Regions from separate parts of the Hordeum vulgare genome. Here region 2 is linked to region 1. A link is a contact called in public Hi-C data. All regions are on one chromosome and are shown on one strand. Each heading gives the region's core, a stretch centred on a gene start, on an enhancer-like site or on the middle of the called end of the contact. The rest is flanking DNA. Distances are from core to core; before and after follow the strand shown.

Region 1 (3,776 bases), core at 367-2,866:
TGCATCCATGGCGAGATGATCTTTGGTTTGGAGTCGTTCGTACCTTGGACCCGGGAGGGAGCAGAGCTCTGAGGGTCTGGAAGCTGTCGTTGAGCCGCTCGCGCCGGCGCCGCTCCGAGATCACGTGGTGCAGCTGGCTGGTGCTGGACGGCGGTGGCTCGTGGTGCGCGCCGGCGAGCTCCGGCTGGTTGCGCATTGACATGTGCACGCTTGCCAGGAGCGACATGCATGTCTTGATCATCCTCTGCCCCGGCGCGCCTGGCCGCGGCCGCGCCCTTGGCGAGAGCGCCGCGCGATACGGTTTGAACGCCGTCGTCCGCCGCGGCGATGACCGCTGCGAGCGGTGGCTGGCCAGCCAGGGAGGACACGGCGGAGGCGGCGGCGTGGAGGTGGTCGACGCACCGGGGGAGGGGATGGCCGCGAGCATTGCCTGCGCCATTAAGGCGTAGTCGTTGGCTTCGACGATCGGCGCGAGCAAGCCGGGCAGCGACGACGCATGCATCAGCAGTGGCTGCGTGGATGGCTCGCCCGCCGTTGCTGCCGGCGTCGCCATTGCGCGAATGAGAGAGGAGTACTCCGGGCTCCCGATGGAGAGCGACGGCACGGGGGAGGACGAGGACGACAGCCCTGCCGGCGGCAGCTGGAGGAGGTCCTCCAGGAACGACTGGTGCACGTGATCCGCCACGGCCGCCGCTGCCACCGATGTAGTCGACAGACCGATCTCGATCTCGCCGCTCTCGCATCCCATGAACACCGCCATCTGCCGCGCGCGATCATCAGCTCAACCCATGCCCCGTTGACGCAATGCGTAAAAGATAGTAAAAAACAACGAGGCGTCGCCGTTCATGTACGTACCTTCGTGCCGGCTTCCTGCACGAACAAACAAAGAGCAACGAGCAAAGGTCAGCCATCAGCTTCAAAGTTCAAACACAGACCGGACTATCGCAATCGATAGTGTGCAAGACGAAGAGAAGTATTCGTGGGCGCTGACTGACATGGTAGAACTGCTGCTGCACCTGCAGCGACGCCGACGACGTCAGGTCCGGCTCCGGCAGCTCCATGTAGGCGCGGCCCTCCCTGTACGCCCACCCGGGCACGCACCTGCATGCTCGACCGGCCACCGTCAGACAGAATATACGGGTCTCAAAGAAGCTGAGGACCGAGCTGTGCACTGCAATGCGTACCCGCTTACGACGGCGCAGAGCGCCCCCCGGTACGCCTCGAAGCCCGCCCGTGCGCGAGCACCGCCGCCGCCGCCGGCGATCCACGCGTCCAAGCAGAACAAATGGCTGGCGAGGAGCACCACAGCAAACTACGCCGTGAAGAGCAAGCAAAGGACAGAGAGACTCGAGAAGACCAACGGCGCCGCGGCGCGACGAACGGACCTGGATGGGAGCTGGGCGGTCACCGGCGCCCAGAGGCAGAGGTAGAGGCAGCCGGGGACGCGCGCCGCCGCGCGCTCCAGGACGAGAGCCCGGGGCACCGCCGCGAGCGCGAAGACGGAGTCCATAGGCACCGCGACCGCACCGTGCGGGCGTCCCTCTCACGGTCTCACCTTAGGAGGCCGCTGGCTCCAAGGTTCATGGCCGTTTTTGTACTCTGTCTCTGACTGGCGCCGCCATGAGGGGCGGGTGCGCGCGCGTATGTATGTGGGTTGTGGAGGCTGGAGAGGATCGAGTCGATGTGGCAACCGGGAGTTTGGTGAGAGGTGTGGGGTCGTTTGAAAAGTACCGAAGGCAGGCACGTGGACTCGTTCAAACTTTCAAAGGCATAGGGATGGGAGGATTTATCCTACGGTTGTAAGCACGCCTTGCCTAATCTGGCAATTCATACCATTCTTTATCGAGATAATAGGACTTAACCACATTCACGTCAAAATACTCCTTTTTCCCGAGTTGCGTCCAAATACTACTTTCTGCATTTTGGGAAAACGAAAATGGCGAGGAAATGTGAAAATCTTTGCAAAACAAAATGAAGACGATTCTCTTACACAAAAACTCAAAAAGTTGCCTTTACGTGGATATGAATTTTTTTGGTTTTACTATAATTCTATAATTACTTTGTGACCCAACCACCAAACAACCCAGAATGATCGAGTGAGAAAAATGCCTCATGTGAGGCCCATCTTCTACGATCACACACATATTCAACTTCATCAAGGAGCAATTGTCCCAGAATGGCCGAGTGAGAAGAATGCCTCAATTGTCGTATACAATGTTCATAGATATCTTTTTAGAATTCCTATGTATGAAGTACATGCCTAATGTTTTTGGAGACATAATACCGTTTTAGTTATATCTTTTCATGTTGTTTTACTTTGGTTTGACTGTGTTTATTAGGATTCATGTGTGTTTCTACCATGTACATAGGGTAGTTTACCCGTTGTCAACTCTATGAATAGAAGTAGATGCCACCCTACCTGATGTCGACAAGGAACCCCCCACAACATGTATGTTTGCATCGGTAGCCGCATGCTCGCCGTCATCCTTAAGTGAAATATGTGAACACCACACAGTGGCAGGAACAGGGGGCCAGCAGGGGCCCTGAACCCCCCTAACATCTCTGAACTTAGGCTAATATGCATGTAAAAATTTGATTAACTGTTGCTAAAATGGTGTGATGTGATGAGCCAACAAGTGGCCCCTCATCTAATTTTCCTGGCTCCGCCACTTACACCACATTAAAAATTCAATGCAACTTGTCTTTCAATACTTGTAAATGTGACTCTTTTTATTCTAGCTGGGAGCTTAAGTCATAGTTCACTCACACTCTAACAATACTTTATCATAATAAGCTTGACACATTTTTGTTACTTGAATTGGAACGGGTGAAAGTTGTTAGAAACCAGTCCATAAGCCTTTGTGTTTTAAGGCTCATTTTTTAAACTCCAAAGCAAGATATGTTTAGAGTCATTGCCGAGGCGAAGATGTGGAGGCCAAGATAAATAATGTGAGATCCACGGCCTCAAAAATGATTGGTTCTTTTATTTACGACAATACGTGTCTTAAGTTACAAGCCACCTAAACATCTACATGAAAAAACTAGAAAGACAACAAAACCCTAGTCTTTGCACAAAGGACCATAAACCAAGAAGAAAAATTATAATAAAGACCAAAGAATATTCTAAGACTGACGCCAACGCCCATCACCTACCTATGGAACTACTGCTTCAACCACTGAAGTAAAATGTGACGGTCACCTCTTTGTTCGAGCTCGTCGCGGCTCCATCGTTGATATGCAATTCTTCTGACCTCCAAAGAATCTTACCAAAGACGAAACTAGTGTCGTTTAAATAATCTGGCTAGAGTAGCTTCCCCGACACACCATCAAACTCCAACTATTGCATGCCCGCTAGATGACGATGTCATAGTAGGAAACCACACTTGCCAGCTGCAAATCACGAACTCAACACATGATCCATTGTCTTCCAGTTTCCTCCAATGCATATCATTATCTACATCCTATCTTGCATTACCTCCCTAGCTCTACATAGATACTAGAGCAAACTTCATTGCAGCAACAAAGCCAGAGGACACAAGTCCACCACAGGGATGCTGTCGCCACAACACCATCCCTACTCGAATAGACTAGTAACCAAATCTATCGTCCATTAAGGAGCAGAACGCCATGTAAAGGAAGGATCTAAAGCTTCATTATGCGGATTTATCATCTCCCTTTTTGAATTCATGATGTTGAACGGCTATAAAGTAAGCCACGAGGGCCCTAAAACATAAACCTACACAATTCATGCATGCGTCCCCGGTCTAAGTCACCAC
Region 2 (3,776 bases), core at 768-3,267, 53 kb after region 1:
GAACAAAGCCGAAAAAAGAAAAAAGAAAAAAGTGAAAAAAAAGAAATGAAGAAAGAAAAGACGTAGGAGCAATACCTGAGCAGCTAACGCAGGGTGGTGTAGTGGTTACTCCATCACACTATTGACCGATAGGTCCATCACACTATTGACCGATAGGTCCTAGGTTTGGATCGTAACAACACTGGTTTTCTTTTCCTGTTACGACAGGAGAAAGGAGAAGATGGGCTGAGCCCAGCTAACGCGTTGCAGGTGCCGGTTAGCAAATTTGCCTATAAACCGGCGCAGGCGCTAAATAAGATTCGCCTTTTTTTGAGACAAACTAGATTTGTTGTTTTTGAAAAGAAAGGTAAAAAAGCATACTGCAACAACAAGACGATAAAGTTGGGCCTTAGAACTTCTCGGGCGCACTATTGACCGATAGGTCCTCGGTTCGAATTGTAACAACGACGGTTTTCTTTTCATCTTACAACATGAGAAAGGTGAAGATGAGTTGAGCCCAGCTAACGCGCTGCAAGTGCGGTTAGCAAATTTGCCCATAAACCGGCACAGGCGCTAAATAGGATTCGCCATTTTTGAGACAAACTAGATTTGCTGTTTTCGAAAAGAAAGGTAAAAAAACATACTGCAGCGACAAGACCATAAAGTTGGGCCTTAGAACTTCTCGGGCGCCCCTATGTCTCACTTCCGGCGAGATCTACGTGGGAGCTCCTACCTGCCAATCTTTGAGGCAGGAAGTCCGCACGCCCCACTGGGGGAGCACCGAATGGGCTGACCCAGCTTCGTTTCCATTTTTTTCTTATTTTTTTCCTTTTCTGCTTATTTCCATTTTTTGGTTCATTTTCCCGTTTCTTTTTGTATTTTAAGCAGAAACATTTTCCGAATTTGAAGAATATTTTATGAAAATCCAGAAACCTTTTTGAATTTATGAACGGAATTTGAAAAACAATAACTTTTCCAAATCTGTAACATCTTTTAAAAAGAAAGAACAATTTTTGAAATTTAAGAACAATATTCGAAATTCATTAAAAATTCGAATAAAACTTATAAGGAATTGAACCATGTTTTGATAGTTCGAACATTTACTGAAAATACCGAACATTTTTCAAAAATATCAAACATTGTTTCATAAATAACGAACATTTTCTGAAAACAGCAAACATTGTTTTGAAAATACTGATTTATTCAAAATATAGTACATTTTTGGAAAATTCCAAACGTTTTTTGAAATTATGAATGTTTGTGAAAAACGTAACTATTTGAAATTGAGAACAATTTCTTAAAAAGAAAGAATATTTTCCGAATTTTAGAACTCATTTTGTAAATTGAAAACATTTTTTGAAAATCCCAAACACTTTTTGTAAAAATAAAAATAAAATTGAAAACCAAGAACATGTTTTTAAAGAAAATATATGTTCCAGTTTGAAGAAAAATCTTTGAAAATCCCAAAAAAGTTTCAGAAATCCAAAATATAGTCTAAAAATCCAAAAACTTTTTGAAAATCCAATTTTATTTTGGAAATCTTGGCATTTTTCAAAAAAGAAAAAACGTATTTGAAGAACATTTTTGAAAAATACCGAGTATTTTTGATAATCAAGAAGATTTTACGAAAATCAAAAACAAATTATTAAAGAGGGAAAAAATCGATTTTGAAGAACATTTTTGGATAATCCAGAATATTTTTTGAAAAACCAATTTTGCAAATCCAGATATTTTTTGAGAAAGCAAAAAATATTTTCCGAATGTGAATAATAGTTTTTAAACCAATATATTTTTTGAAATTACAGCACATTTTTGGAAACAAAAACTGAAAACAATAAAGAAAAAATAAAACAAAGAAAAACCGGTTCAGGAAACTTTGTAGAAGTTTTCCACAACCGAATAAAAACGGCTGAAAACCTCTAAAGGTTCCCAAAACTGGGGATGTTTGAACTTTAAACGGCTGGCCCACTCAGTAATGAGGGCTGGGTATTCTGTGCAAAGCCCCGACAACGCGACGTAGCGAGGGACGAATAGGGTTTTCCGATCTACGAGACTCATGCGTGGAGTCGAGCGAAAGATGGGCCAGCCCAGGCACGCGGGAGCCACCCTTTTGTTTTTTATTTCCTCTTTTAGTTTAGTTTATCCTTTCAAATATTACAAATAAATATATTAAAAACATATTTTACATAAAAACTTGAAAATAAATTATCCAATCAAGTGGAAAATGTTAAATATGTATATAAAAATATTTCTATTTTATAGGAAAAATGCATAAAAATAATGTCTATGAATATTCTTGATAACTTGTTGGAAAACATTTAATCATTCATTTGAAAAGAATTTTAAACAAGTGTTTGTAAAGTGTTAATCAAGCATTTGAAAAATGTAAGTTCTTAAAAAATATTGACCATGTATGAAAAAAAAACAAGCATTTGAAAAATGTTAAATGTGTTTATAAAAGATGTTAATGATGTGTTTTCAAATAATTAATCTTGTACTCGAAGAATGCTAAGCAAACATTTTTGTGTACGTAAAAAATATTAATCATGTTTTTCAAAAAGGTTAATAAAATAATAATAAAGGTGCTAAATATCTATAGAAAATTCATCAAATAAGTTAAAAAATAATGTTAATTATATATTTGAAGTTATTAAAAGTGTATACAAAAACTATTTTTGATGTATAAGAAAACTATTGAATTTGTACTGAAAAAGGTTAACCCATATTGAGAAAAAAATGATGAAAAATAAATTAAAAGCAAATGAAAACCAATGGATAATTAACCGATGGATTAGAAAATAAATAAAAGAAAAAACCAATGGAGCGAGAGAAAGAAACACATAGAAACGAAGATAATCTGAAAAGTTGATAACAACCGAGAAAGAAACAAAAAACAATAAAAAAGCAAAGTGTGAATAAGACATAGGTGAAACAAAGGAAAAACAAAACAACTTAGAGAAAATTGAAAAAGAAAAATAACAAAGAAAAAAGAAAAGAAAGTCCAACCAACAAAGCGATCGACCGCTCACAAGTGAACTTCTCGTGTCTATGGCGTGACAAAATTGACCTTATTGGCATGGACACCGACGTCATTAATATGAGGCCACTGTTAAAAAATAATGTTGGTGTTGGAGACGACGCCACGTGGCTAACGCGAGCAGTAATATATGTCAATAGTCGCATTGCATTAGTTCAACGCAGGGAATCTATCGTTTGGCTTTCTCTCGTCTATGGTTGTCCTCATTGATGTTAGTCTTTCACACATTTGTGTCTTTCTTTTCCATCATTATTTTATTTGTCATCCTAAGTGCCAACATATCTTGCTTACGCTCATCCATTGCATGAGTGCTCAAAATCAAAAGGGAGAGGATCATTTTGACTTGTACCTGACTAGTGGTCTTGAGATGAGTCAAAATAAGATTGCGAAGGAGATCAAGTGTGAAATTTTGGTTGATTGAGTTCTCAATTAAACAAATATTTTATGATCTCAACCCATCTCCCACTTCTGGCACGCAAACACCATTTGGAGACATCCGAGTCACGGACAGCGAGAACTCTTGCACCTTTATGTTCTTACTTTGCTAAATTCAATACTAGATATAGACTCTTGCTTGTTATTGTTTTGACTTGAATTGCATATCTCACTTGCTTTACTTTGAAGTTTTTATATGTGTGTTAGCATGTCACCACATAAATTATTGTGTTATCATTTATCTATTCGAGGACGAGTAGAAATTAAGCTTGGGGATGTTGATACGTCCCAAACGTATCTATAATTTATGCTTGTTCCATGATCT

Evidence for each region. A called contact is a pair of places that touch in the nucleus more often than the background predicts.
Region 2: a contact with region 1 is called in a Hi-C map of leaf, with 4 times the contacts expected there. The contact joins the enhancer-like site here to the promoter of LOC123407313 in region 1. A contact is called at or near these places in 2 of 6 Hi-C or Micro-C datasets (leaf and seedling).

What each region holds. Positions count from the first base shown.
Region 1 is chr7H:505,121,777-505,125,552 of MorexV3_pseudomolecules_assembly, forward strand. It overlaps LOC123407313 (putative transcription factor bHLH041), which reads right to left and starts at 1,617. Exons shown (of 7, transcript XM_045100419.1): 1 at 1,386-1,617; 2 at 1,185-1,289; 3 at 996-1,101; 4 at 856-870; 5 at 44-760. The coding sequence starts at 1,510.
Region 2 is chr7H:505,174,799-505,178,574 of MorexV3_pseudomolecules_assembly, forward strand. No RefSeq gene overlaps it. Among protein-coding and RNA genes, the nearest start is that of LOC123410669, 11 kb to the right of the region's middle. Within about 2 kb of position 2,018, at least 2 of the 3 cell types and tissues checked have open chromatin away from gene starts, as enhancers often do. A contact at or near this core is called in leaf, where this site is marked.